Linked DNA regions of Mus musculus: all the other regions are linked to region 2. A link is a contact called in public Hi-C data. All regions are on one chromosome and are shown on one strand. Each heading gives the region's core, a stretch centred on a gene start, on an enhancer-like site or on the middle of the called end of the contact. The rest is flanking DNA. Distances are from core to core; before and after follow the strand shown.

The links. Hi-C and Micro-C count contacts between places; a contact is called where the count stands out from the background.
Region 1: a contact with region 2 is called in a Hi-C map of muscle stem cells, with 1.9 times the contacts expected there. The contact joins two enhancer-like sites. A contact is called at or near these places in 1 of 484 Hi-C or Micro-C datasets (muscle stem cells) and 1 of 115 datasets of contacts at active chromatin or transcription factors (fibro-adipogenic progenitors).
Region 3: a contact with region 2 is called in a Hi-C map of muscle stem cells, with 2.3 times the contacts expected there. The contact joins two enhancer-like sites. A contact is called at or near these places in 2 of 484 Hi-C or Micro-C datasets (the C2C12 cell line and muscle stem cells).
Region 4: a Hi-C map of muscle stem cells shows a contact between it and region 2, with 3 times the contacts expected there. The contact joins two enhancer-like sites. A contact is called at or near these places in 4 of 484 Hi-C or Micro-C datasets (the HPC-7 cell line, adipose-derived mesenchymal stem cells, cortical neurons and 1 more).

Annotation. Positions count from the first base shown.
Region 1 is chr7:73,284,629-73,291,328 of GRCm38.p6, reverse strand. No RefSeq gene overlaps it. Among named protein-coding and RNA genes, the nearest start is that of 4930429H19Rik, 22 kb to the left of the region's middle. Within about 2 kb of position 4,913, at least 2 of the 459 cell types and tissues checked have an H3K27ac peak or open chromatin away from gene starts, as enhancers often do. A contact at or near this core is called in muscle stem cells, where this site is marked.
Region 2 is chr7:72,834,351-72,841,235 of GRCm38.p6, reverse strand. No RefSeq gene overlaps it. Among named protein-coding and RNA genes, the nearest start is that of Gm36865, 11 kb to the right of the region's middle. Within about 2 kb of position 5,020, at least 2 of the 459 cell types and tissues checked have an H3K27ac peak or open chromatin away from gene starts, as enhancers often do. A contact at or near this core is called in muscle stem cells, where this site is marked.
Region 3 is chr7:72,437,570-72,444,652 of GRCm38.p6, reverse strand. No RefSeq gene overlaps it. Among named protein-coding and RNA genes, the nearest start is that of Gm39035, 130 kb to the right of the region's middle. Within about 2 kb of position 2,437, at least 44 of the 459 cell types and tissues checked have an H3K27ac peak or open chromatin away from gene starts, as enhancers often do. A contact at or near this core is called in muscle stem cells, where this site is marked.
Region 4 is chr7:72,540,326-72,547,506 of GRCm38.p6, reverse strand. No RefSeq gene overlaps it. Among named protein-coding and RNA genes, the nearest start is that of Gm39035, 240 kb to the right of the region's middle. Within about 2 kb of position 5,731, at least 78 of the 459 cell types and tissues checked have an H3K27ac peak or open chromatin away from gene starts, as enhancers often do. A contact at or near this core is called in muscle stem cells, where this site is marked.

The DNA of each region.
Region 1 (6,700 bases), core at 3,664-6,163, 450 kb before region 2:
TTGAAAGCCCATATCGGGCCCCAGTCTTCCTCCCCACCTCCCACTCCACTGCCTCCTGTCTGTGGGTCAGGATGTAATCTCTCAGCTACAGTTCCAGTACCAGGTCACGTCAGGTCTGCCACCATGCTCCCTGCTGTGAAGGAGTACCCCTGAAACTATAAACAAACCCTCAATGAAATGCTTTGTTTTATAAGTTGTTAAGTTGCCTTGGTCATGATGTCTCTTCATAGCAATAGAATAGTATCCAAGATGAGCCTATGTAAGACCTTCTCTTAAGAGTATAGGAATATTGCTGGGCAGTGGTGGCGCACACCTTTAATCCCAGCGCTTCGGAGGCAGATGCAGGCAGATTTCTGAGTTCGAGGGCAGCCTGGTCTACAGAGTGAGTTCCAGGACAGCTATGGCTACACAGAGAAACCCTGTCTGGAAAACAAACAAGCAAATAAACAAACAAGAGTATAAGAATATCTTTCCACACCCATTCACTCCTTCCCTCCATCCCCACAACAGATCCTTTAACATTAATTAAGTATGATGCTTCTCATCACTGTAGAATGGCTTCCATGGCTGTGGCTTCATTGCTCCTCTCTAGGAGAGACTTGGGGATTTATCTGACCTCACTACAGCATACAGAAACCGCATGGCTTCTGTCTATACGTCATCTCTAACTGCTCGGCGCTTCGTGTGGAAACCTGTGCATTCCCTAACTGCTTAAACCAGAAGCATTTGGAATCTCCTGGCTTCTCACCATCTTTGGGTCCTGGGCTAATCAGTGACCAAGTCAGATCCCTCTGCCACACGTCATGAGCTTCCAGCTTTTGGACAAAGGCTAAGACTTCTTGCTTACACACATGGCAAAGATACTTCGCCTTTAAGTGGCAGAACCGGGCTTGGTTTTCCTTTCTTCTCCACCATGAGCCAGGTATGTATTTGTTTCTTTCAACACGGACACTTTCATTTGGGATCCCTTGAGCAGTGTGTGTTCACTGTAGAATATTTAGACATTGGGAAGAAAATGCAAATATACTACAGAGCATGCCGTTGACTTGTCAGTGAGTATTTCTTCTTTAGTTGTGTTCCCACATATAAACCATGTACATGATTGCCTGAAATTTTTTTTAAAATTATGTTTCCTTATATGCTTTCTTATTTTACTTTTAAATTAAAACGTAATTGAATCTTCTCCCTTCCTTTTTTTCCCTCCAACCCCTCTCAGGTCACTCTCCTTTGCTCACTCTCAAATTCTTTTTTTTTTTTTTAATTGGTTTGTTTTTGTTTTTCAAGATAGGTTTGGGTTCTTTGAATATCCCTGGCTGTCCTGGAACTCACTCTGTAGACCAGACTGGCCTTAAACTCAGAGATCCACCTGCCTCTGCCTCCCAAATGTTGAGATTAAAGGTATGTACCATCACTGCAATTGCTATTGATACATACATGTGTATGCAGAAATACATAAGTGGAATTGGATTTTCTGAGTATGTTTAGTGTTGCTTGTATTACATGATTTCAGGGCTGACCATTTGGTCTTAGATAACCAGTTAGGGAGTTCTTCCATCTGGAGAGACTATTTCTCCTGCTCTCAGCATCCCTTAGTTGCCTGTAATTCTTACTCTATAGGAGGGAGCCCTTCTGGCTCCTCCCTTCCATATTAGCATGTCTATCGGTGTTGTCTTTGTTCATGTCTTCTTTAGGCAGCCATACTGTTGAGGTGTCCTGAGTGAAGTTTTCCTGTCATTTCTAGGGTTCAAAATCACACAGCACATTTTCTGGTCCTCTGGTTCTTACAATCTTTTTGTGTCCCCCCCCCCCACAATGTGCCCCCAATCTTAGGTGCAGGAGTTGCATTATAGATGTGTCCACTCGTGCTAGGCAACTCCTGGTGAGTTCTTTGTATTTTCACCAGTTATAGTTTTCTGTAATGGCCTCTGTCTGTGTTATATTTGATTTTGATGCTTACACCTTGCCCTGTCTGATTTTTAAAATGGCAGATAAGTAGAATTGCAAAAATCACTGCTAGTCAGGTTCTGGTTCTGTACCAAGCTACCCCCAATATAGAGGCTTTATTAACACTTTTGTAGCATTTCTCCATTAAAAAAAATTAAAACAAGCAGAGATGTTGCCTTGCTAACTAAGGTTGAAGACTACCATTGTCAGAATAGCCTTCTGAGCTTGGTGGATTCCCTTTGTCAGCAAGGCTTCTCTTTCTCTGACCTTGTCTGGTGAGTTCAAAACCCCCACATACCTCTACCTGTGGGATGTCATGTAGCCTTGGTTAGGTTACAGGTTCAGTTTCCTTTCTCCAGATAAGAACCTGATCAGCAAGCACCTGAGATTCCTGGAGTGCCTCCCCATGGCAGTGCAGTATCTCAGTACCTTAGCCCTCAACCAACGACCCTTGCCACCCTGGGTATTCTTACCTCTTTCCCCAAAACTAGAGAACTCTTGATTCACCTTGAGCAAAGTTGATTTGTCTCCCTGAAGTTGGTCCTAGTGTGACAAGATTACTGTTCACACTCTCAGGCCATCTTCCACCCTGTTTGTCAACACTGCATGATGGGCCAGTGGCCAATAACCCCGGGGAGAAGGGCGACCCACGGCAGTCTGCTGTTGCTTGGGACTTTTGCCTTCCATCTTCCTTCTGCAAAGGACTTCTTGGTATCAGATCTCATGGCTGGACGGGAACAATACGTGCTCAGGGAAGAGATCAGACCAAGGCCAGCGGGCAGGATATTTATGTCCCTTTTCTTCTCAGCAAAGTTCCTCGAGGATGGTGAGTCCCTGTGGATCACTCATCTACAAACCCTCCTATCTCTTCCTTTATTTTAGTCGCTAAACTACTATTCTGTGATGTTCCGCCCTCTCCCCTTCAGTCATTGAGCCATCGTCAATGTGTCCCCAATTGATTGCGTCATTTTTTTCCAGGAGGGACATTAATTCATAGGATCATATCTTAAAAATAGGAAACATGCTATACAAATTGACATACCCTGCTATGTCATTACTCAAGGTATTGAAAAAAATCTTGTTACATTGTCAAATATTCCTCTGCAACATTTTATGGAAGGTCAAATGTATTTTTATATACATTTAAAAGAAACACACCACACTTAATTTGAATCTTGAGAAAGTGAAAATTAGGGTTTTTTTTTTTTTGCCTCTAGCTATTTTTTTCTTATTACTTTGAAAGCTCTTTGATAAATAGCCTTACAGGTAAAGTTATGTACCTGCTTCTGATTATTTCCCTAGGATTCATTTATTGGAGTACAATTTTTTAGACTGACATAAATGAGAATCTAAATTTTTTTGCTGTATGTTGCCAGGTTACTCTCCAAAAATTATAACTTATATTGTTTCTAACTGTGCAGAAAAGGCTATATCCCCTTTCAACACTTCATATTACAGCAGAAAAATACTGCATTTGTAGTTTGACAGGTGGTCTCTGTCTCATAAGGAGTCTCTACACAGGCTCCATGCAGAAAGGCGCAAACTCATTACTTTTTTAAAGCAGTCATCATTGCTTCTCTTACACAAGCATCATTTCTTCACTGGCAGATCCCCAAACAATAGTCACTATTCAATGGTGAACTGAATAATGTCCCCTGCTCCCCACACCCTGAACATGTCCCTATCCCTGTAACCCAGTAATACGCTGCTTCCCTCCTGGTCTCAGAGACTTTCATCTATCATAGTAAGGATCACAGAGCAGAGAGATTATTCTGATGGTCCCAGTGTTACTGCAATGATTCTTGTAAGGAGAAGAAGACAGAAATAATAGTGGAAGAGAAAGCAAGTGAGAGAAGCTGGAAGACACTCTGCCTCTCTCTGAAGATGGAAGGAACAAGACGCAATGTGGAGGATACCCAGGAATGTGGGTATCTCTCACTGCTTTCTGTGAGCTTTCACCCACAGCTAGCTGGATCTATTGTTCAGGGTTCATGGTGAGGCAGATATTCATGGCAGCAGTAAATGCTGCTTAGCTTACGGTGGCCAAGAAGAGGGAGGGGGAAGGGACGAGGCACATATTTCTAGAGAATTCTCCCACTGACCTACTTCCTTCAACTAGCTCCGACATCCTTCTTTTGCCAGCTTCCAATAATGCCATCATTTATGAATATATCAATATGTCATATTTATATGTATCAGAGATCAATCCTTTGATCAGGCTGGAGTCCCCAGGCTCCAACCACTTCCCCAAAGACTATCAGCTGGTATAAAAGGCCACAACACTTTGGGGGACACTCCATTTTCAAGCCTAACAGCAGGCAACCTCTAAAAGCTGGAAAATGGGAAGAAACAAATATAGCCTACCCATGTCTAGTTCCCATAGTATGAGAGTAATATGAGTTTTTATTCCATGAAATATCTGATGATTTGCTATTGCAACAGTAGAAAACTAATATAGCCACTTTCCTATTTTCTGTCACCTATGTTGAAAATATTGTTTGCTGGATTTAAGATTCTCATCTGTATTGCTGGAATATCCTGCTATTTATTTAAAAGTGTGTGTGTGTATGTTCATGTATGTGGTAGTCAAAGGACATTAGGTGACATTCCTTAGGATCTACTTTTAAAGATATCCTCTCTAATGTCTTGAATCTTGGTGGGCCAGTGAGCCCTAGGGATCTGCTTGTTTTCACTGATCCAGGCCTAGGGTCACACGATTGAGCCACAACACTTGGCTTTTTTAATCAGGGTTCTAGGAATCTAACTCAAGTCCTCTTTTGTGTGCTCTTTACCAACCGATCCCCCTCCACAGACCCATGTTTTATAGTTAAACACTGTTGTGCCTGGCTCTCAAACCTCAGCTGGAACTACTACTGCCTTTCGTCCTTGACACTGAGGACACCAGAGTGATCCTGCAAACATGCTTACAGTGAGCAGCTGCAGAGAAATGGATTTGGACGCATGACTCTCAGCTGTTTCCATCGCTCCAAGGTTCAGTATTTACCAATCAATTTTATGCCTGCAAGGTCCTTCTTAAGCCTGAACTAGGAATTCCTTGCCCACATTTCTATTCTTTTTCTGTAAGTTACAACTCTTCTTACTGGATCGTTAGAATGCAGAAAAATAATTCAATTCTTAATATTGGTGTCTTATTTACACAGAATGCTCTCATACAAGTGAATTGATTGACTTTCTAGTTCAGTGATGGGCAAGTAGATGGTTGATCAAGGCTCATGCCCCTTGCTCTCAAGAAAACATATTTTTTATTCCTTGCATAAAATTCCAAGACTTTCATGATATACATAGAATACAATATACACAGGATACACATATGTGTATCTCATGATACACATAGAATAGGAAACACAGCTATATACATACCACACTATTATATGGCTTCTCCCTTGCGCATACACATTATATACCGCTCCCCTGTCAGTTAATGTTAGAAGAGGCATCTCGGTCCATACTAAAAATGGCAGCCTTTGCCTTTTGGTAAATTGTAGTTCTGAAAGAAATCCCAGAAGCCTCAGTAGTTCTCAGCCTGTGGATTCAGACTCCATGGGGGTCAAGCAGCCCTTTCACAAGGGTGGTATATCAGATACATAGCAGCAGTAGCAACATTACAGTTGTGGAGGAGCAATGAAATAATTTTATGGCTGGGGGTCAGCACAGCACGAGGAACTGTATTAAAGGGCAGCAGCATTAGGAAGATTGAGGAGCAGTACTCAAATTCTTTGGTGACCTAAAAAGAAAACTTATAAATATAGATCATAGGCCCCCAGCAAGATCTGAAACCCGGTATTAAGTAAGCCCAGCCTTAAGGCTGAAGGAAGCACTAGATTGGAATTTTCTCTTTCTGCCAGCTGCCTGGAGGCCAGAGGCTACACCAAATCCTACAGTGTCTCCAAAGCACGCCGGGGGCCTCTAGGATCCTCATCCCATGGTCTGCAGCCAAACTGAGACCCGAGGTGGAGTTTACTCCATCTCAGTTTGCCTTTGGACACTGTTCACTGGGAAGTCCTGAGAAGGGGCTTGGCATCTGAAACACCAAACAATGCTTTTGTGATGGCTCTCAAGCACTTCAGGTAGAGTGGCGTTTCCCAGGCATGCTCAGTAGAGATATGCTGTGACGAATAGGTGATGACACCCCTCACACTCCATTTTCTGGGTTGAAACAGCTTTGTTAGACACATCCAAAATCCTGTTCTCTGCCCTTATTTTTGTTGGACTAAGAGGCAAACAATGCTGCCTGATCATAGCAGCCTAGAATGATGGTTCCCCTAAGCATCATCAAAGGCTACACGTAAGATGAGTCCTAGCAAACATGGACCTAGGGGCTCTCCCTTCATTATAGACCCTTTTCTGGGACCCCAGAGTGTAAGCTCTCACCCATGACATGTACTTGCAGAGCTGGATGGGGGGGGGATCTGCTGAGCTTTCTGATTTCCAACAGCTAAACTGGGCAGAGCTGTGGTGTGTTCTGAGAAGCAGTTCATAGGTGGGGCAAAGTGAGTCCCAGCTAATAGAACTTAACCCACATAATATCTTGTACAGGTAAAGAGAGAAGAGATGAAAAGGGGGGCTGTGATGGTTTGTATATGCTTGGCCCAGGGAGTGACACTATTAGGAGGTGTGGCGCTGTTGGAGTAGGTGTATTACAGTGGGTGAGGACTTAAGACCCTCACCCTAGGTGCCTGGAAGTCAGTCTTCCACTAGCAGCCTTCAGATGAAGATGTAGAACTCTCAGCTCCTC
Region 2 (6,885 bases), core at 3,771-6,270:
GAAACATTACTTTCAATTTAGTTTAATATTTGTGTCTCCGTTCAGATTTCCTCAGAAGCCTACCCTGAGACTTCATTTAATATAAATAGTTCATTTGGACTGCACAGAGGGAGGCTGTGATACAGGGAAGGCAAGGCAATGACTAGACTGTGCCCTGTGAAGAGTCACTCTCTGGGCCACTGATGTTTCATCCTGAGAGTAGAGAAATTACATATAACATAAGGCTGAGAAGTATTGCAATGGAAGCAGAGGAGAAGGGAGTTTGTTTACCAATTCCTGAAAGCCACTGGTTTATTGTGGACTACTAAGGGATGTTAGCTCCTGTTTTCCTGGATAACAGCACACAGATATAGAGCGGTGTACATGGTCCCTCAAAACTCATCCAGACAAAAGAAACAGGGATCTGATGGAGGTGGTGAGACATGGATAGGTTACTCTGATACAACTTTCAGTTCAACACTGGCTCACGTCATAGAATTTTAGTGTTGCATTGACTGATGTAGACAAAGAAGCATGCCCACGAAGAGAGATCTAATGCCAAGTCATACATTTAGCTGGTAAGGGAGGGATTGGAGTATAACTGCTGTGTGGCATGAAGAAAAACTCAAGTCTTTGAGACAAACATTGCCTGAGTGTAATGGGTAATCTTGGGTATCAACTTGACTAGACCTGGAATCAACTACAACCAGCCAGTATGCTTGTGAGGAATTTTTTCATTGGATTATTTAAGATGAGAAGAGCTATCCTACATGGGTCACAAGACTCACTATAAAACTCTCATGATCATTCAGTTATCAGGTTACTAAGAAATTCCATTAATATTAGAACCTACTTTTTCAGGATTCTTAAGTAGACTGAAGACTAGCAGCTGTATGGGAATTCCCTGGGATTCCAGTCCTAGATTAGCAACACACGCACACACACACACACACACACACACGTCACTGGGCCCAAGCTGGTCCTGAGGCCATAAGAAAGTTACCTGGAGAAGTAGTTCAAATGGTTACTGTTTCTACTTCTGCTATAATGCCTGCTTCCCCCAAGAATACACCTGTAATTGTATGAGGTCTACCTTATAATTGGTTGACTGAGGAAAAGAAGACTAAGGCCTGGTTTACTGATGGTTCTACACACTGAGCAGTGTAGAGAGTGGATAACTGCAGCATTCCAACCATTTCTAGAAAATCCCAAAAGACACCATGAGGAAATCTTCATAATGGGCAGAACTTGAGGCAATGCGCGTGATCATACATTTTTTTTTGGAAGGGATATGGCCAGATATACAATTGTTCACTGAGTCATGGCTGTAGTCAGTGGACTGCATGAATGGTCGGGGACTTGGAAAGGGTCTGAACAAAGAATTGGTGAGAATGACATTTGGGGAAGAACTATGTGGATAGATTTATTGGAATTGGCAAACGGTGTAAAGATATTTATGTCCCACGTAAATGCTCATCAAAAGGTGCCTACAGCACCTCCCTATTCATTGAGCAGTCAGATAGATCAGTCTTTCATCTTGGAGCAAGTATCCTTCTTTCTTTTCCATCCCTTAATTAAGTGTATTATCTCTCTGTCTCTGTCTCTCCCTGTCTCTGTTTCTCTGTCTGTATGTCTGTCCTCCCTTTATATATAATAATACATAGAAGAGGTGTTGCAAATGGCTATGGACTTTTGTCATCAGCCTGGAAAGGTCCATCTGACACTCTGTTTGCAAAAGCCAAGGTACAGAATCAGCCTAGGTGTCTAACAACAATTGGTTGGAGAAAGAAAGCAGTGTGTTTGTGTACTCATGTGCACCTGTGACCCACCCTGTGAATGTGTGAATACACACACACACACGTGCACACACACTGCTGGATTATGCAAACATGAAGAACATAAGCTTGTCATTCATAGCTAAATGACAGGAACTGGAGGGCATGGAGTGAAATTAGCAGCCACAGCAAAAGGTGGCCCGCCTGTTCTTCTTCATATGCAGAAGCTAGAAATGTCAACGTGAAAGCAGAAGTGTCGTAGTTTTCACTACAATTTGAGGAGGGTGGAGACGATGGGAAAGGGTGGTATAGAAATATATCACATTACCACTAGTATGGTTAATAAACACTAATAAGTTAAAAACTGAATCAAATAAAAAGAAGTGAAAATCAACACACCTGAGGACTATACTCAAGAGGGACAAGCATGTGCCTTCAACACACCTGAGGACTATATTCAAGAGGGACAAGCATGTGCCTTCAACACACCTGAGGACTATACTCCAGAGGGACAAGCATGTGCCTTCAACACACCTGAGGACTATACTCCAGAGGGACAAGCATGTGCCTTCAACACGCCTGAGGACTATACTCAAGAGGGACAAGCATGTGCCTTCAACACACCTGAGGACTATACTCAAGAGGGACAAGCCTGTGCTCAGGAGAGGTGAGTATTGAGAAGCATTAACGTGGAGATGGACCTGAATCCCCCTGGCAGGCAGACAGAGCTGGATTTCCATAGACAAAAAAGGTATGATGAGGAGGCTCCATGACAGCACATAAAAGGGGGAGTTGTCAAGGGAGAAAAGCTGAGTTCATTTAGCCTGACAATTATTAGCAATTTACAGCAGTAGGTATGATTATTAGTGAGTGAAAATTCATGAGATAAACAGTTCTTTCAAAGCCCTGGGAGCAGGCAGGAGGATTTTGTCCCCTTCTGCTCGGTGACTGACATTAGACATTCAAGACACTCTCCTCGCGTTCATTATGTGGGGCTGAACAGAATCAGGCAATCCTAACCTGCTGTGCTCTGCTGCTAATCTATTCCAACACCAGCGGAATATTAATGGCAGGGGAGCACAACACTTTCCATGACCTCTGCTATTTTGTGCTGTGATGAGACCAAGCACAGTTCTGCACTTAATTACTTAGCGTTGGACTTCGGCAGGAAAGAATTCAATTTTGCAATAACAAACTTTTGGGTAATTGCACACATAATCAGAGCACATTTGGTCCACTCATTGGCTATCCTGAGGGTCAGGCATCATTTCTCTCCCCTTTTCAAGGAATGCCATACTTTTAAGGCCACTGTCTATATAGCCTTAATTAGCAACATGAACAAATAAACTGCATGTTAGACAGCTTCCTCCCTCCCTCCCTCCCTCCCTCCCTCCCTCCCTTCCTTTCTTTTTTCTATTTTTTTACTTTAAGATGTGCCATCCTTTTGCATTTTGTATTAAGGTCACATAGGTTATGGTGTTTTTCTTTTCTTCTTCTTTCTTTTCTTTTGTTCAACTGTACTTGGAATCTAGGCAGGGTTTTCCCTGGATATTTTTCTTGGCCAAATTCCTCACATAAAATTTGCATTATTCTAAAAGCTGGTGCGTTTTCTTTTTGTCCAAAAGAAAAATTATAAAATTGTGCTGTTCTACAAAGCCAAGGACATAATAAGGTCCCGGAGGACCAGGGACAGTTTCTCCTTGACCCTAGATTATAGGACTATAATAATGTTGCCGTTAGCCATAGAGAAAGCAGCTGGTTCCTTATCGGTATTTATATAGTAAGGAAAATGAAGACAGAAATTCCCCACTGCAGATGTTGGTGTAAGCTGCTCGCTTGTCTAAGTTACAAGATTAGTTTTAGCAATTACATTTGGTATCCAATAATCTGAGAATCGGTTCTTCTTTGTGTTTCCTGATATTCACCATTCTCTCCTACCCTGGACAAAGAGAGCTGTGTACATCACAGAGGTCAGGAAGCATACCTAGGCTTTCTCAGTCCCCAGGAAATTATCTCCTTTTCTGTACCCACTTCAGTGCAGCAGTCTGACTTCTCCCTGATGCAGGGGATGCTTCCCTCAAAGAAAATGCTCTGCATCTAAAATTCTTATCTGAAAACTGAAAAAGAGCCTTGACTTTGTTGGTTTTCTAGAAGAACAGTCTGGAGTTCTGTGCGGGATGCACCCCAGTGTCGGAGCCTAGAGGGGTAGGCTGGAGTTGTACAGGTTTTCTTGGGTTGTACCTTCCTGATGGTATACCTGCTCATCTCCAGGTGCTCTTTAAATCTTGGGTCATTCAAGAGGCTGCCAAAACAATTGTATTCATGATCACAACGATGGAAGGTTGGTACCTGGCATGTTTACAACCTCTTACCTTTGCATAAAGTGCACACAGCTTGCTGGGGTTTGCAGCTCAGAGATAGAGTTGTTTGTTCCTGTGAGTGAGCTGTTGGTTAATACCCTCCAAGAGATGGTTAGGGGAGAGACAAAATGAGATGTATCTATGTGGGAAAACACAGCTTGTCACTAGATCACCTTCAGCTATTAGTTATTTAGTTTCAAGAGTTATTCATCTAAATTCCTGTAATTAATACACCCACTTCAAACCCACCCACTTCTACTGGCTAGTGTGTTCAAGAAGGTAAAGTGTGTGCAGCTGGCTAGCTTCTCCCCCATTGCCATTGTCTGTATTGTCAGGAAAGAAAGACAACACACAGGAATGCTTATGAATAATTCAAGTCCTGGAGAGAAGGCCATTCCATGACCCAACACAAACCTTCGCATCAATCGGCATTGTTAAAATTAATCCTGCGAAAGCCAACCTCCTCCTTCAGATGTGAGAATATAAGGCCATTCTGATTTGCAAGCAAAGAGGTCCTCACATAAGAAAATCAATTTAAACCCAGAGTGACATTTCGGGTTTGATTCAGTCAGCATTGTCTGGCTTGCATTATTTAATAGGCTGCGTCTACAATGACCTCTGAAGAGTTAAAACTCACGAACAGGGGAGCTGAGTGCTATCTATTATAATTTTGACTTTAATGATTAGAAACACGGGATACATTCCTCTGGAATGTCAGCTCTGAGTGGTTTCCATTGCAGCTCATCTATTAGGAAGGAGCATGACCCCAAAGATTTTTCTGACCTCATTTGGGTCTTGTGACTCATTTGGTCAAGCGTTTCAAAACTGAAATTCAGGAGAAGCTCTAGAGAACATTCTGACTGGCCCTGGTGGAAAGCGACACCCTAGCTGGGCATGCCAGAGTAGTGCCCTTCATAGGCCACAAGCTAAAATGCCTCAGAGGCAGCACAAACTGTTTTATGCAGAAAGTCTTTCTAGATGAAAATGCTACGGATTGTGCAACAGAGAAAACATGCTTGACGAATGTCCTGCTTGCTCAAGGTGACTCTGACATCAATCTCACTGATACAAAAGTGAAGGATCTTGTGGTCATTGGGAAGATTCAAGATTCAAATATATTTTGGGGGATTCAACTTAATCTGTGCTATGTGAGGGGCTACATAAGTTTCTCCCCTAAGCTATACTTGATTGATTATATCACCTGTGCATCTATTTAAGACAGTACCATTTCACATGCCTCCAATTTTTAAAAATTTTTAATAGAAAATGAAATTCCTACATATGATACAAACTTGAGTTGGAACAGCTAAGAACAACTTAGGTCAGGGTTTGGCAGTCATAGGCCAGAGCCAGCCTGCTTTCTAGTTCCAGTAAATAAGGCTTTGTTGGAACATACCCTGACAGGGTCATTTTCAGATATTGTTGAAAGAATTAATTTTTAGTTTTCAGCACGTGTATCTGTGTTTATCTGTGTGTTTGTGCCTGAGTGTAATGCCTGCAGTGGCCAGAAGAGGGTGTTAGCTCTTTATGAACTGTAGTTATGTGTGGTTGTGAGCCCTCTAGCATGGGTTCTGGGAAATGAAGTGTGGTCCTCTACAAGAGCAGTGTAAGTTCTTAACTAATGAGACAAAGGTCCAGACCCTCATCAGTTCCTGTTGCTATTTGCAGAACACAGTAGTGGGATTAAGTGGCTATAACCAAGATCTGTCTCCATTCCTGAAAGGCTAGGAATATTTACTCATTTTCTTTTTGTGTACAATTCCTTTCTTGAGGAAGCCTAGAGTGCACAGTGTAAGTGGCAGGGTTTATAGAAACCTGCTGAAAGCACAGGATGCTTAGGACTGAACTATTGGAGCACTAGCTTGGAAAGCTGATGAGATTGTTGGGGAAAATGCAAATACCCATTCCTTGTACTCTGGCAAAGGAAAGAGTCAGAGCTGGAGTTTGATGACATTACTCCTAGAAACTTGTCCAAGTTCAAGAGATGGACGCACTGAGATAACAACAATTCTTCAGATAGCCACGTGGTCTCACTATGGCTAGTCTAGTGTTTAGGCTTTAAAAATAATAAAGCCAGCTAGTAATTATTGTCTTCTGTTTGTGTGCCAAAAGGCAAGATCAGGCAACTGTTCTCTGAAGATCAATTGTCTTCACATTTTACACTTAGTTTGCTGGACGTGAGAAACGGGCAGCAGGCTGGATTTGGCATGTGGAACATAGCTTGCCAATGTCTGGATCAGATGAAAGTCATGTTAGGCTTCTTGTTCTGTTGTTTAGCTTCTGTGTTCCATAGCCCTCCAAGTTGCCAAGTGCTAACTTGGTCTAATCTACTGGGAGACTTAGGAGGAACTGGCAGCATTGACTTTCCAGTAAAGAAAAGATAAAATGGTTTTCCACAGTACCCACAGTGGAGTATCAACCATCCAGCCCAGGGCTGGGCACAGATATGCACTTAGCATGTAACTGAAAGAATGATATCATGAGGCTGCCCTGACTTGTGATATCATACTTTCAGGACACCTGGACAGACAGCTGGTTCCCTCTGCAATGCTTCTACCCATGTATCTCTGACTCTAATGAATACTTGAGAATCCATTTAGTAAATATGTGAAATGGACACATTTATTGCAGGACGCTATGTTTATTTTGTATAATTATTGAAAATGTGTGAGGTGTCCTGGCATAACTGGCTTGGGGTGTGGTCAGGTTTTAATCCCACCTTGTCCAAAATTTGAACTTTTTAAAATTGAGAAATAATTTAAAATATAAGA
Region 3 (7,083 bases), core at 1,188-3,687, 390 kb after region 2:
AATGAAGATGTAGAACTTTCAGCTTCTCCTGCACTGTGTCTGCCTGGATGCTGCCATGTTCTTACCTAGATGATAATGGGCTGACCTCTGAACCTGTAAGCCAGTCCCAAATAAATGTTGTCCTTATAAGAATTGTCTTGGTCATGGTGGGTGTTCACAGCAGTAAAACCCTAACTAAGACAGCTGGTGACAGGACTGGAGGTACCCCAGGGTTTCTTCACTATCACCTCTTAGACTGTATTCTAAGACAGCTAACAAGCTTTGTGCATTGTTCCTGAACTTAACTGTATAATGCCTCTGCTTGCCTCCTGTGATTCATTTACAGTCTTGCTTTCACAATCCATGAGGAAAACCAGGGACATCAGAGCACTAGCAGGTCAAACTAAGATAGATGAAGTGCATCAGTGGAGTAGATGTTGTGTTGGGCCAGTTCAGAGCCCTGGATCTGGCCCTGAGTGATATATGAGCTGGTCAGCCTCTGGTTCTCCTGCCCTCTCACCTTCAGAGCCAGCTCACCAGCAACTCCTGCGATCAGGGCCAGCTCTACCATGCCAGGCAAAGTATAGGGTTTGCTCTCCCAAGTGTTGCAGCCAGTGAGGGACATGGCCAGTTCTCCCACTCTCATGACCCTGGGGCCAGCTCTTCTACTTGCCTTAGATAGAGAAGGATAGGGATGGCTGGAGGCTATCTCTCCCTCATCCACACCACCACCCAGCAGACAAGAATTTGGGCAGGCTCAACTGAAACTCATACATTCAGGATTAGCTCTACTGTGCTGCCCAGGAGAAATGCAGGGCCCAATCTCCAGAATGCTACAATAAGCGAGGGGCAGGAACAGCTCCTGCTCTTGAGACCCCACCTTGGGGCCAACTTTCCCACCCACCCCTAATGGGGTAGGCAAAAGTGAAGGGAGGGGATCTCTCCCCTGCCAATGCCACCACATAGTAGAAAAGAGGCAGGGCTGACTCTCCCACACTTATGCCCTCAGGGCATGATCACCCTCAGTGCCCACAACCAGGGCCTGCTCTGCTGTGTAGGAGTGCTTGAAGGAGCCTGTGTTTTAGATAGCAAACTACAGGATCTCCATGACACAGGGCAACAATAGGCTCTCCAAGAGGAGTCCCAGGGAAGTTCCACTACTGATGGAGTAGCAGAAGGCAGATGACTCACTCCATGAACAAAGCAAAGAAGTGTGGACAGAAGTGTGGACAAAATCATATGCATGGGACATAGTGTGACATACTACAGCTTCCACGGTGAGATTTTTTTCCCCCTCTGTTAGTGCAGATGTTGAAAGTGTGGAGGGCACATACAAGGGGAGGGGAGATGAGTGGGATTGGGGTGTATGATGTGAAATTCAAAAGAGAACCAAAGTATTTTACAAAAGATTGAAGACATGAGCCAGACTGGAACAGAACCTGTTGCAGAGTTGTAGACGTGAGCTGTGCACGAGTCTTGTGATGAAGACAAACAGATAACTGTAACAGGGCCACCACATACAACTGTATAGGCAGCTACATACCTTCAGTGGAAGATGTTCAAATAGACTGATAATTAGTGGTGCTGCCAGGTTAACCCTCACACCTAGTTTTTCCTTTCCTGTGTTAACCAAAATTTCCCTAATGTCGCTGCAAGAAAATAAAGCTTTAGAGATTAACTTTGTACTGTAAGAATATATAACAATTAAGTTTGTAGGAAGAGACAAAAAGGAGAATTTAAACAAACTTGTACAGATAGAGCAGTCTTTATTTAATGTCAGATGGTGGCATCCTAAGTCCTGACCATGCCAGGGTCTGATGTCTTCTTTGGCAACCACTGGGTGACTGGGGCTGGGGCTGGGTCAGCTGCTTTTCTTAGGAGGAGGAATTCCTTTAACATAGAAAAAGCTTTCTACTTGTAAGTAAGGCCGCAAGAAAGTAAAGCTTACGCAGTTGCATAATGCTGAAAGAGCCACGGTTGTGTTGGAATGCACACCCACCAGCTCTCAATAACCACTTAGTATCTCTCCCCAGCCATGTGTTGGGTGACACCACAGAGGTAACCTGAAGTCAGGCAGGATGGTTTATTTAGACCACAGACATTGCCAGGTACTCAAAGGCAGGGCCTCTCTACTCTCTGCAGTTCTGTATGTGTCATGGAACTATATCCTCTCTCCAAGGTTTGATGTTTCATCTCAAGAATGGGGAGGGGGGAGTAGGGAAGGGGAAAGGCATCTTGAGTGACCTGTCCTTATTCATCATTAGTTCTTCATAATTGTATGAATTCCCAGAATGAAGAAGAAAAGTTCCGGAGCAACGTATTTTGTCAAGCTTTTCTTACTCACTTTTAGTTAGATTAGAAAATGTTATTTAAAGTGGTTAGTATGATTCAGACAATGGACACATGGACATTTCCCTAAGGTCTTATAAATTACCATTTGATTTGTGAAGTGGATGCTCTGCCAGGCATTGTGCTGCACTATGTGTGACTCATGCTTATTCGCTCATTTGGCTCTCACAGCTGTGTTGTGGGGCCAGGAGAGCCCGGATCACAGATGAGGGAGGGGAGGCCCTGAGAAGTCGGTGCCTTCCCAAATGTCCCAGAGTTGGAAAACATCCAGCTTTGGTGCCTTTGTTGTCTGTGTAACATATGTGGATACCAGATATATAAATCATACCTTGAGCCCATGCAAATATCAAATTACATGTGGTGTCAAATCAATAAAAATCTCTAGGTAGAAGCTAAAATGAAAGATCTAACTCTTGATATCAAAGGCAGAATGAAGTTTAGTCTATAGGGAAAATTGTAAATTTCCCTTGAAAAAACATTCTAGCCTTGGGATTTCATATCTGTAGGCCTCTATTGGAAGCCAATAATAGTTGCTTCAAAGAAGGATCAACACCAGAGTGGGTTGAGGAGAGGGCATCAGGCAGGCTCTGTAGACTGAAACTCCCAGGCAAGAGTAGCCTTGTCCTTGGAGACTTTATTGAGAGAGAAAAGAGGAACCTTCATAAAACGGTTATTTCCATGCTCTCAAAGTATCTGGAATATTTTTTGAAACACTGCAATTAATAAAAATGTGTTTGGAGTTGACTGTCAAACTCGCTGAAGATGAAAAAATGTATGTCTTCAACAATAACAGCATTTGAATCATATAGTGTGTGTCTGGCAGATATTCTTTCCCAATGACCAGGCTAATTCAAGTGTATACCTGCTTAGAAGTGCAAACGAAAGCCTATCAGAAGCAAAGAGGAAGAGGAGGAGGAGGAGTAAGGGAGCCAGTTATAGGACTGCAACAATCACACAACAGTTACAAGATTGCGAATTTGCAAATATCTAGGACTCAAAGCCCAGAGCAATGGCACTGAGCTTGTGCTTGTACCATCTAAGGAATTGGGGAGCACACCAGACATTTCAGTATCTAATGGAGTGAGAGCCAAGTTCTAAGGTTTGCAAATGTTAGCCTCCTCTAAGGAGCTTACCCAGAAACTCATATGACCCATGGTCTTGGGGACATTGGAAGGCACATTCATAAATAACATAGTTATGGATAGCATAGCCATGGATTCCTTCTGGTTTGTTTCCATTTCATTAAAACTTTTAACCTTGTGGGTCATACAATATTAAAAACATAACCAACAGGCAGGAGAATAGAGAATCAGGAAGGATTAGGAAACTTCTCAAGCTGTTTAGTTTTTAGCTGCTCTGGGAAATGACTGATTCAATGGTAAAGCCAGGCCATAGGACATACTTGGGGCAGATAACTAGGTTTTGATAACGTATCTATCAAATCAAATGATGTATAGCTGTCCTTCATATTCACAGAATCAACATCCACAGAATCAACTACCTTTCGGTAAAGAACTGTCAGAAAAAGAGTTGAAATGAATATGCATAGTCATTTTTCTTGTCATTCTTCTCTAAACTCTACAGTCCAGTAGCATTTATATCTCACTGGGCATTGTAGACCACCAAAAGATGATAGGACATGTACAGGTAGATATTCACTGGTGCTGTGTAAATACTACACCATTTAATACAAGGACCTTGAGTGTTTGCAGATCTAAGTATCTGCTCAGCCCCAAGAAACAACTCCCTGTAAGTAAGTACAGAGGAGTAACTGTATGTAAGAAACTGATCAAAATTATAGACGTGTGTTACCAATGACAGTTCGATGATATTAGCTGAATAATAAGGTTGATTATGCAAAGCCAGACGCAGTTCAGTTCATTTATAAAATTTCTCTTGGTGCTCATTAAAGTGTTTTGTATATTTACCTAAAATTCCAAAGGCCATGATTCAGAATGGTTTACTCTTACTTAAACCAGGATATTAAACAGTACTCTGCAGTTTAGCCCAGGTTTCCAGGTTATTATTAAATCTGTGCTACAGCAAATGAAATCTATTGAAAACCAAGGTTAGTGGGAAAATCTATACTTCAATGGACAACAATAGATGTAAGCAAAAATATTTTTCTAGATGTAGTGCCATGTGTAAGAAACCAAATTTTACAATTCACACGACCCTATATGGAAAGCATAATCTCTTTCATTGATTTTGTAATGTTTTTCACACTTCCAAAGATTGAAAACGCAGATTTCCCTTTCTCTGTGACTTAAACATTTCTATATAATTTAAGTTTAGAATGGAAAGTTCTGAGGTGCAGCTTTACAGTGGAAAACAGGGCACCTTTCAGGAGACACACCTTTGTTGCTTATTTTTCCTGATAGATATTCTGGAAGATTCTATAAAAGGTGGTCACACAAGAGAGTTCTGGCTTAAATAAAGGAAAAGGAAAGGAAAAGAAGACCTGTACCCAAAGGACAGAGAAATGATGATTGTAGCAGTGTTGATTTTCTACCAAATGGCTGCTGGGATACAGGCATAGGTCTGGTACTTCTCTTTTTCTTCCTCTTTCTCTATTCCTTTTTTATTTTTATTTTCTTTCTTTGTCTTACTCGTCTCTCTCCCTCCCTCTCTTATCCTCTTATTCCTTTTCCTCATCCCTCTCTTCTCTCCTATGTGTCTGTGTACAGTGTTCCTCCTCTGTCTGGTAAACGTGGGTATGTCATTATATGTGGGTTCTCATGTAGAGGTCAGTTGCTGATCTCTTCCTAAATTCCTTCTACTTTTCTTTCCTTTTTTGAGACAGGGTCTATTAATGAACTTGAAACTCAATGATTTAGCTCGTTTTATTTGCCAACAAGCCCCCCACGAATTCTTCCACTGTTCCTCATAGTTACAAAGCAAGTATTTGATCCACAGAGCCATCACTTCAGGACCCAAGAGTTCTGTTCTATTCTTGCTCTGTATTCAACATTTTCCTGCCTTTATTTTCTTTTTAAAAGACTTTATTTTTAATTTTGTGTACACATGTGTCTGGGTGGAGGTGTGTGTATGTGTATGTGAGTGCAGGTGCCATAGCTGACCAGAAGTGTCACATCTCCTAAAGTTACAGTAAGCCATCTGATGTGAGTGAGTGCTGCGACCCAAATTCAAGTCGTCTGCAAGAGTAGTTCATGCTCTTAGCTACCGGGCAATCTCTGCAGCCCATTATCTGCCTTCATGAAGATAAGAGGGAGATAGAATTACTAGGGACAGATCCTGACAGTTCTACACTCTTGTCTGCAACTGCGTAAGCTAGAGAGGCCACGGAAACACTGGAATAAGTGTGCTGTTCCATAGCAAAGAAGCCTGGAGTGGACAGCCTAGGAAAAAACCTTGAATTTGACTTGCCTCAGAGGTCCTCGGTCCATTCCACATAATTTCACCATGGCTGCATTAACTCTTGGGGGTCCACATTAACTGATAGTAGTGGGCCTGTGTCCCACCCAGTCTACCCCTCTAGAATATTGCCTCCACATGTCTGTCCCAATTCTGGCAGGAGATGCTGATTATGGGGCTGTGAGCAATCTCACCAGATGTCAGAGCTTCCCCTCAGGGCTTCAAGGTTGGCAGTGGGCCCACACTGGGGCCTGTATGTTTGGCAAAACTTGCCCACGAGTTTGGAGAGTATCAAGAACAGATTTCCTAGGACTTTTTTTCTCTTTAAAATAATAGCAGTCTTGTCAATGGAAAAAAGGACTGCAATCAGAGTGTAGCCCTGCAGAAACCTGGTCAGGATGGAGCTCTGATGCTCGAGGGTGTCAAGGAATGGATATCCACACTGACAAACATTTTGAAGAGTGTTATGGATAGCCCTGGGGCTAATTATATTTGATATTAATTCCATTCTGCTGTGAGGGGTTATGAACAAGGATTGAGTCAGCACGCAGGTGATTTCCTGTAAACCTGCTTCCCACCTTAATTTGTAAAATAAAGGAGAGCTAATGATTGGGCAGATAAAAGGGAAGGTGGATCAGAAAGAAAGAAAAGAAGGAGGTTTGGGAGAGAGAGAGAAGTCAGAGGAGAAGGAGGAGAAGGAGGAGGAGGAGGAAGAGGAAGAAGAAGAAGAAAGAGAAGGGGGAGGAGGGGGAGGAGGAAAGCGGAGCAGAAGCTCATGGCCTGGAGAACCTGCAAGTTCTAAGGGGTCTCATACATGGTGAAGATGGTAATGTAGCTGTAGATCTGCCCAATCTAGGCACACAGCATGTATTCATATTAACTAAGTTGTGTTTTCATTGCCGGGGCATATTTGGGTTGGAGATTTACCACAACAGAAGAGATACCTACATTTAATCAGTGCCATGGAGGATACTGAATCCTCCATGGGCCATGCTACAGACCCATGCAGGGGAACTCTTCAACATTTGTGCCTACCCATTAATACCAGGGTTCCAACACAGGTTGAGCCCTGAAGCTGAGATGCCTCGCTTTATTCCTGCCTGAACACTCTTTAGTCTGACTATCAGTGTCTACCTGGCCATCCAAGCCAATCCTGATGATGGGAAGATGCTGTTGATCCCTTATCTTTGGCTTCTGTATGGATTAGGATTCCCCAGGGCACTGAAATGGGAGGCAAATCTAGGTACACGGAAGATTTATCGAGGAATGATTTCTATGAATAGGAATGGGTTGAAGCCAGATTAGACAGGGAATATTGTGATCTGACCTTACCAGTGGTCTAGTATATTTCCAAGGATATATTGTTACTAGATGGCAACA
Region 4 (7,181 bases), core at 4,482-6,981, 290 kb after region 2:
CTGAAATCCTTAAAACCCCCAATGCCTTCCATTTCAGTGCTGATAGCGTTTAGAACCCTATGTGCCCCGTGGCCTACTTTAGTTATGATCTCTACTTGTTTTCACCTTTTGACCCTCAGGGATGATAAACAGTGATTTAGAGCCAAACATGGTGATACATACCTTTAATCTCAGCACTTTAGAGGCAGAGGTAAGGTGAATCTCTGTGAGTTTAAGATCAGCCTGGTCTTCATAGAGAATTCCAGACAACCAGAACTATACAATGAGACTCTCTTTCAAGAACAAACAAACAAACAAACAAACAATTTTAAAATATAAAGTAAAATGATTTAGCCTTTTGTGAAAATATGCAATTTACTTGCCTGTTAAATAGGTATTAGGCTGTGGAAAGGAGGGACAAGCATCTCTGATAAACTCTACATGTCCTTGTCTCCTTTGAAGCTCTGCTGGATTCTGCCCTCCTCCAAGGGACACATGTGACACAGCAAATTCACTGAATGACTCGAGAGAGTCATAGAGAGGGGCAAGTGTGTGCTGCTTCACCTTACAACCCCAGCTCGGTTGGTATTTCCATTGATGTTTCCAGAGTCTCTGGGGAAAATGTTGTAAGTCTGAGTTATCCTTCCTTCATTACTATTTGTTCAATACTATTGAGTGTATTTCAGGAGGACTTTACATTTTAACAGAGGCACCAAATTAACCTTTAAGAATCATACTCTCTAAATATTTCATTTTCACCTTTAACAAAAATTATATTTTGTGCTAACGTTTTTTAACCCAAGATACATCTTGACATTCAAAATGGGAAGACAGTGAAAGAGGAGGCATGTAAAAGTCTTCACCCCTGGAACAGTTGGAGTCAATTGGGAAGTTGGCAGAGGCACCCTCCCCTTCCCACACTCCAGCATCTTTCTTCTCCTCTATACATTACTCTTAGCTGGAGTTTTCTGCATCATTTAAGAATGTTATGCAATGTATTTGGACATCATGGAAATTCTTCAGTCTCAGTCTCAACCTCTGTTAAATGGGGAGAGTATCCCCTACCTTGCTCACCCTAGAAGTTGGTTGACAGTGCTTCAATTTAAGACATCAAGCAGCATTTGGTGAACAAACACACTGAATTCGATGTTATTGACTCGTCTGAACACTGATTCAATTGTGATGACCCATCACTTTACAGAGAAGCAAGCCATACCTCAGCACAGTTAAGAGAATGACTGTGATTGAGCTGCTAAGAGCTATAAACTATACTGTTTAAATCTGAATCCCAGTCCTTAACTTGGGCTCATTAGAATGCAGAGACTAGTTCAATGTCAAAGCAAAGGGTCTACAGTGTGAGAGACTGCTGTACCTGGCCAGCACAGAAGAAAGCCTGTTCGATGGCTGGTCTGTTCAATGTTTGAAACAAATTGGAATGGAACAGTGAGTTGTTGTAATTCAAACAAAGCCAGTGAAATTTTCTTCTGGGCCATTTTAATTGTGAAGTTGTGATTTTTATCCCCCTGGAATGGCTGTTTGAATCATGAACGGAGAAAATGTGCAGGTTGTTGGTCATTCCTGTGGGAAAACTGGTCAGAAAAAAAAGAGTGAGCATGTTGTGGGCATGCATGATTGAAATGATGGAGATGCTGTTGTGTCTCTTCATCTACGACCTTTGAAGAATGGACCACATCTCAGTCCTAGGAGCTGACTTCAATTCTTTGAGATATTTTAGAGATTTCGAGTTCTGTTACTTAAAGCTTATCTTCTTAATACATCCCCAAGTTTATTGGCTTGACCTTTCCTGTTCAGGTTTTCTTATATCTCATCTTATTGTAATAATTTTTGGTTTATTATGAAATTAAGTAAAGGGTCTTCTTCGGTTTGTTACTTCATTTACTTTTGGGTTCAGACAGACCTGGTTGAGATTCCATTTCCGAACACCTGGATAAAAACTTGTACAAATACTGTGTACCCTGAGACTGGCTTTCTCAATGTGGTTAGTGGAAAAAATAACAGCTACTTAGTAGGATTGTCAACAAGAACTACAAAAAAAGGGGGTGGGGCTTGGAGAGATGATTCAGCAATAAAGAATGCTTCTCTTTTAAAGGATGGAGTTTGGAAGCATTTGTGTTGGGCAGTCACAGTCACCTGTCAGTATAGTTTCCCAGGGTCCAAAAGATCTGACATCATCTTCTAGTCGCCAAAGGCACCCCCTACAGAAATGGCTTTTGTACCCATATGCATATGCATTATATATATATAATTCTAAAAGATAAGAATAAGAATAGTATGCTAAGAGCACATAGTATAGCATTTGATGCAAGGAAGAGTTTCAGTACATGGTAGAAATTAATATTAATATTAGAGATTATTTTTCCAGTTTGAAGTTATCCTTCGGAATTTTGCTTCTAGAGAAATTAGCCTATTGTCCCAATTCACAAGCACTAGGTACATGAAGACTAACAAAATGCTTTTTTCTGTACGTACATTCCAGAACTTTTTGTTGGAAATATTTATTTTTTCATATAATATTTCATTATGTTTTCCCTCCCCCATCTCCTCCCAGATCCTTCCGACTTCCCTACCCACCCTAATCCACAGATTTCCTTTCTCTCTCTCATTAGAATACAAACAGGCATCTAAAATAATAATGATGAAATAAGATAAAAGAAAAATAAATAAACCAGACAGGACAAACCAAATAGGAAAAAAGACCCAACGATAAAGCACAGGGAACACATGCAGACTTTGCGGCACGTGCCTTTGTACATGTGAAACCTATAAAAGCAAAATAGAAGCCATGATATGTATGTGAAAGATCTCCAAAAAGAAAACAAACAAACAAACAAACAAAAACAAAAAGAAAAGAAAAGGAGAAAAAAAAAGAAATAAAGAAACCCTCCAAAAATACGATTGAGTTTTATGGAGTTGAACATCTTCCACTGGGCATGGGATGTACCCTTAAGAAAACCCTTAAGAGTGGCTTGAGAATGGGTGGGTAGGGAAGTGGGGGGGAGGGTATGGGGGACTTTTGGGATAGCATTGGAAATGTCATTGAGGAAAATACATAATAATAATAATAATAATAATAATAATAATAATAATAATAGTAATAATAAAAAGAGTGGCTTGATTCCCAATGAGACACCATTGGAGCAAACTTAACTTTTCCTATGTGAGCAGTGATCAATTGGACATAGCTTCTGGGAAAGGGGCTTGTGTAGGAAACTAATGAAATTTTAATTCGTAGTTTATTTCCTCTATTCAAAAACCCTTACTCTCATCAGGACTTGGAATTTTTAAGATAAACATCCCTGACTGCCCTTTGTTCTTCACCGTGTGATCACCCTTGGTTGGCTCACCGCCAAGCTGAGAGGTTATTTGCTTGTGAGAGGCAGCAGCTGCCAGGGACAACTCAGATGCTCCCTCTCCTGAGGAAGGCAGCAAGGATCTGTGAAAAGTGTTAATTGCTCCTGAACCTTGTCATCTTCTGAGTGTGGCTGAGCCAATGTAAGGAGACAGCATCAGCAAACAGCGGTGAAAATGGGTCCTGGAGAGGAGAGGGAAGATCTTCAGCCTTGGCCTACTATCTCCTCTTTGCTCTCAATCCTAGACCAATTACCCCTCTACACATCTCCACTGCTGGGTTCATTCATATATGGATTCAATTTCATTGACTTTGTTTATCTCCCATCTGTTTGACATATCTCTCAAGATGATTTACTTCCTTTGAAATGTTTATTTAAAACCATTTCCCCAGCTAGATGGAACCGTTCTTTGGTACAATCCTCTGGTGAGGTTAAAAATATGGCTTGCATGTCTGTTTATGGTAGTTTATAGATCTGCTTTGCTGAGCCCAACAGATGCCAGCATGGCCCATAAATTTATGCAAGGACCAATTACCGAGTGGGACGGACCAAGATGGCTGCTGACAGGGCCCTGGGAACCTTCCTCACCATGATCTGCTGCGTGACCTGGGACAATTTTACTTAATCTTTGTGAGCTTTGAGGGTCTCATGCCTTAATATGCTTTGGGGATTAAGAAGTCTCCCAGGTTATTCTGAGCTGCCACTACTGACTGGTTTGGTGAGTGCTGATAAAGGTAGAGCTGAGATGATACTGACAATGTTGCTGGTGAGTCCTGTTCCTTGGAAGCCTGGCAAGACTTTAGAGGATTCCTGTCCACTTAGCTCATGGATAGTAGCATCTTCCTTTTGGATTCTCCCATGATCTTTCCTGTAGCTGCTCTGCATCCTGTGTACTATATCTTTGGTGGTCCTGCATGCCAGGAGCCTTTGCAGCTGATGGTGCCCCTGTGAGATTCTGAAACTCGGATCAGAGGCTTGCTTTTGCTTTGATTTTTCAAACACCATTAGTTCTTGAATTCTGACCTGAAACATGGTGCAACAGGGCCTTCCTAAGACACATAGGCAAGCTTCTGCCTGAGTAGGGAAAGGAAACTGACTTAGAAAGCCCATGCAAATTCCTCTGTTGCTTCCTAGGACACAGAGCAGCCCCTGATGTCTGGTCCAAGAAGAAACTGGGCTGAACTTTCTTCCTTCCATCTCCATCTATACTGCATTCCCTACATTCACTTTCAGAGAGAGAGAGAGAGAGAGAGAGAGAGAGAGAGAGAGAGAGAGAAAGGGAGAGAAACAGAGATAGACACAGGTAGAGAGAGATACAGAGAGAGAGACAGGGAGAAAGAAGGAGAGAGACAGAGACAAACAGAGACAGTGAGATAGACAGAGGGGGAGAAAGAGACAGAGAGAGGGAGAGAGACAGAGGGAGAGATAGACAGGAAGAAACAGAGACTAAGAGGGAAAGAGAGAAAGACTGAGACCAGAGAGATGAAGAGAGAGGGAGTGAGAGACAGAGAGACAGACAGAGGAAGAGAAAGAGATAGAGACAGAGAGGCAGAGAGAGAAAGATGGACAGAGAGAAAGAGACAGACACAGAGAGAGGGAGAGACAGAAGGAGAGAGAGAAAGAGACATAGAGACAAAGACATAGAGAGGGAGAGAGGGGGAGAGAGAGACAGAGAGGCAAACAAAGACAGAGAGACAGACAGAGGGAAGGAAAGAGACAGAGAGGGACAGAGACAAGCAGACAGACAGAAATAGACATAGGGACAGAGAGGGTGAGAGACAGAGACAGACAACAAGAGGGAGAGGGACAGGGAGAGAGAGAGAGGGAGGGGGAAGGGGAGGGGGAGGGAGAGGGAGGAGGTTCAGAGCTGACTGAGCGTACACTGAGTATCGCTCTCAGAGGAAAGAGGCTAGAACATTGGAACTACTCTTTTTCTGGAGGCGTGTGAAGTAATAGTACCAGTGAATAATCTCTGATTTTCACATTTTAAAGAGTAAACATACTGTGTTTAATCATTTTTAGAATCCAGCCAAAACAATATTCAGAAGACTTGATTTCAGCAGACCCACTAGGAAGCAGATACCGCAGCTCCACCCACAGGTTTCTATTTTTCTCTACTGAAGACGGAGCTCCCCGTTTGCTTTCGGATGGCAGTGAACAGTTTTGTGTGTCCGGCCACATCTTGCTAACCGCAGCCTTCTTTCCTAAGCTCATTATTTGCTAATGATTTTCTTGGCCACAAAACTCATAAAAATCCCCTGAGCTACCTTTTTTTTTTCTTTTTCTTTTTTCCTTTTTGAAATACTCGTGGGATGGTTGCTCCATTTGTTCAGCATCTGTGCTGGACAACATCTGGGGTGTGAGGAAATTCCACGGCTTGCAGTATGACGCGGAAAAAACAAAATTACTTTTTCATGCACTTCAGAGGAGACTGGAGAGCATCCTTCTGACCAAACAGGCCCTTTGTTCTCCTCCCACAAGTGGTTCTCATTAAAAATGTCATCTCCCTAATAAATTGCCTTACTGCCCTTGCAGCTGGGCCTATTGTTTTCGTGGCTTTGTGCTCACAAGGACTCTCCCAGGGAACAGAAAGCAAGAGAAAACATGGGATGCTTTCCCTACCCTGTCTGCTCAGGATGTCTTCTTTTACCCTTTGTAGGTGGATGGCAACTTGTCTATCACTGGGGCTTTAGAATTCCCCTAATATTCACTATTTGGCCAATTGTCCCCGATCATGTGCTGTCACAGCTTAAAGAGTGCATGGTGGCCATTCCTGTCTGTGGATGCAAAGTGAAAAGTGAGAGTTTGGGGACTATATCCTCGTGGTTTGTATTTTTGCATGGAAATATCCAGTGTCCCGCATTTATTCCCTGACACAAGAAAATATGACACTGTTTTAGGGAAGGTAAGAAATGAAGATACTATATATGAAAACAGGAATTGGGGGAGTGGGTTTGCCTGTATGTCTCTGTGTGTAGGCGGAGGGCTGTCTAAGGATTCTCTTTAGGAGCCACACAACGGTTAAACATCTCCCCAGAACATTCAACTCCAATTATAGCTGAGACCCAAGAATTGCAAAAAATTTAATAGTTTGGGGTTCATATATTTGATCAGAATTAATCTTAACAATCAAGGGGGCTTGTAGTGTGTGTGTGTGTGTGTGTGTGTGTGTGTGTGCTTATCAATTTATTTTCCCACCTTACTAACTACCTCCTATTTTCTCAACTCCCCACAAACCTCTATCCACTAGCTCAGCTGGGGCTTTGCTCATCCAAACTCTTTTTCCCAGTTACTCAGTGTACCTTCCACATGTGACAGGAAATTAAAATTAAAGACCTCCTGACTTGGAGGGAGAGAGAGAGAGAGAGAGAGAGAGGGAGGGAGAGAGAGGGAGAATGAGTTGTTTTGCAGTGAGGTTTCTTTTATGATCTACAGGCTTCTTATGACTTATTTAGAACTTGGGGGGAGGGGGAGATACAATAGTCTAGTGGATAGGATTGGCACTTTGTCTCAAGCTGGATGGCTGGGCTAATTTAAGATGTAAGTTTCCACAATTTTCTTTATACCAAACATTAACATACACTGAAATTAATACCTCTCCCCCTCCAGGACCCTTTTGCAGAAAAGCAGAAGTCATTGAGGCCAAGGCTGACAAACAACTTGGCTAGTCGATTGTGTCTTATGCCAGGGCATCTGTTTGAAGATATCCTTTTCAGTCATCCCTCCTGCCTGGTCGGCCATCTCAGAGGCTCTGTGCAAACTTCTAGAGGGAGGAGGGTACCTGGGTCACCCCATCAGCCATCTACCAAAAGCCCTACAAATTCACAGACA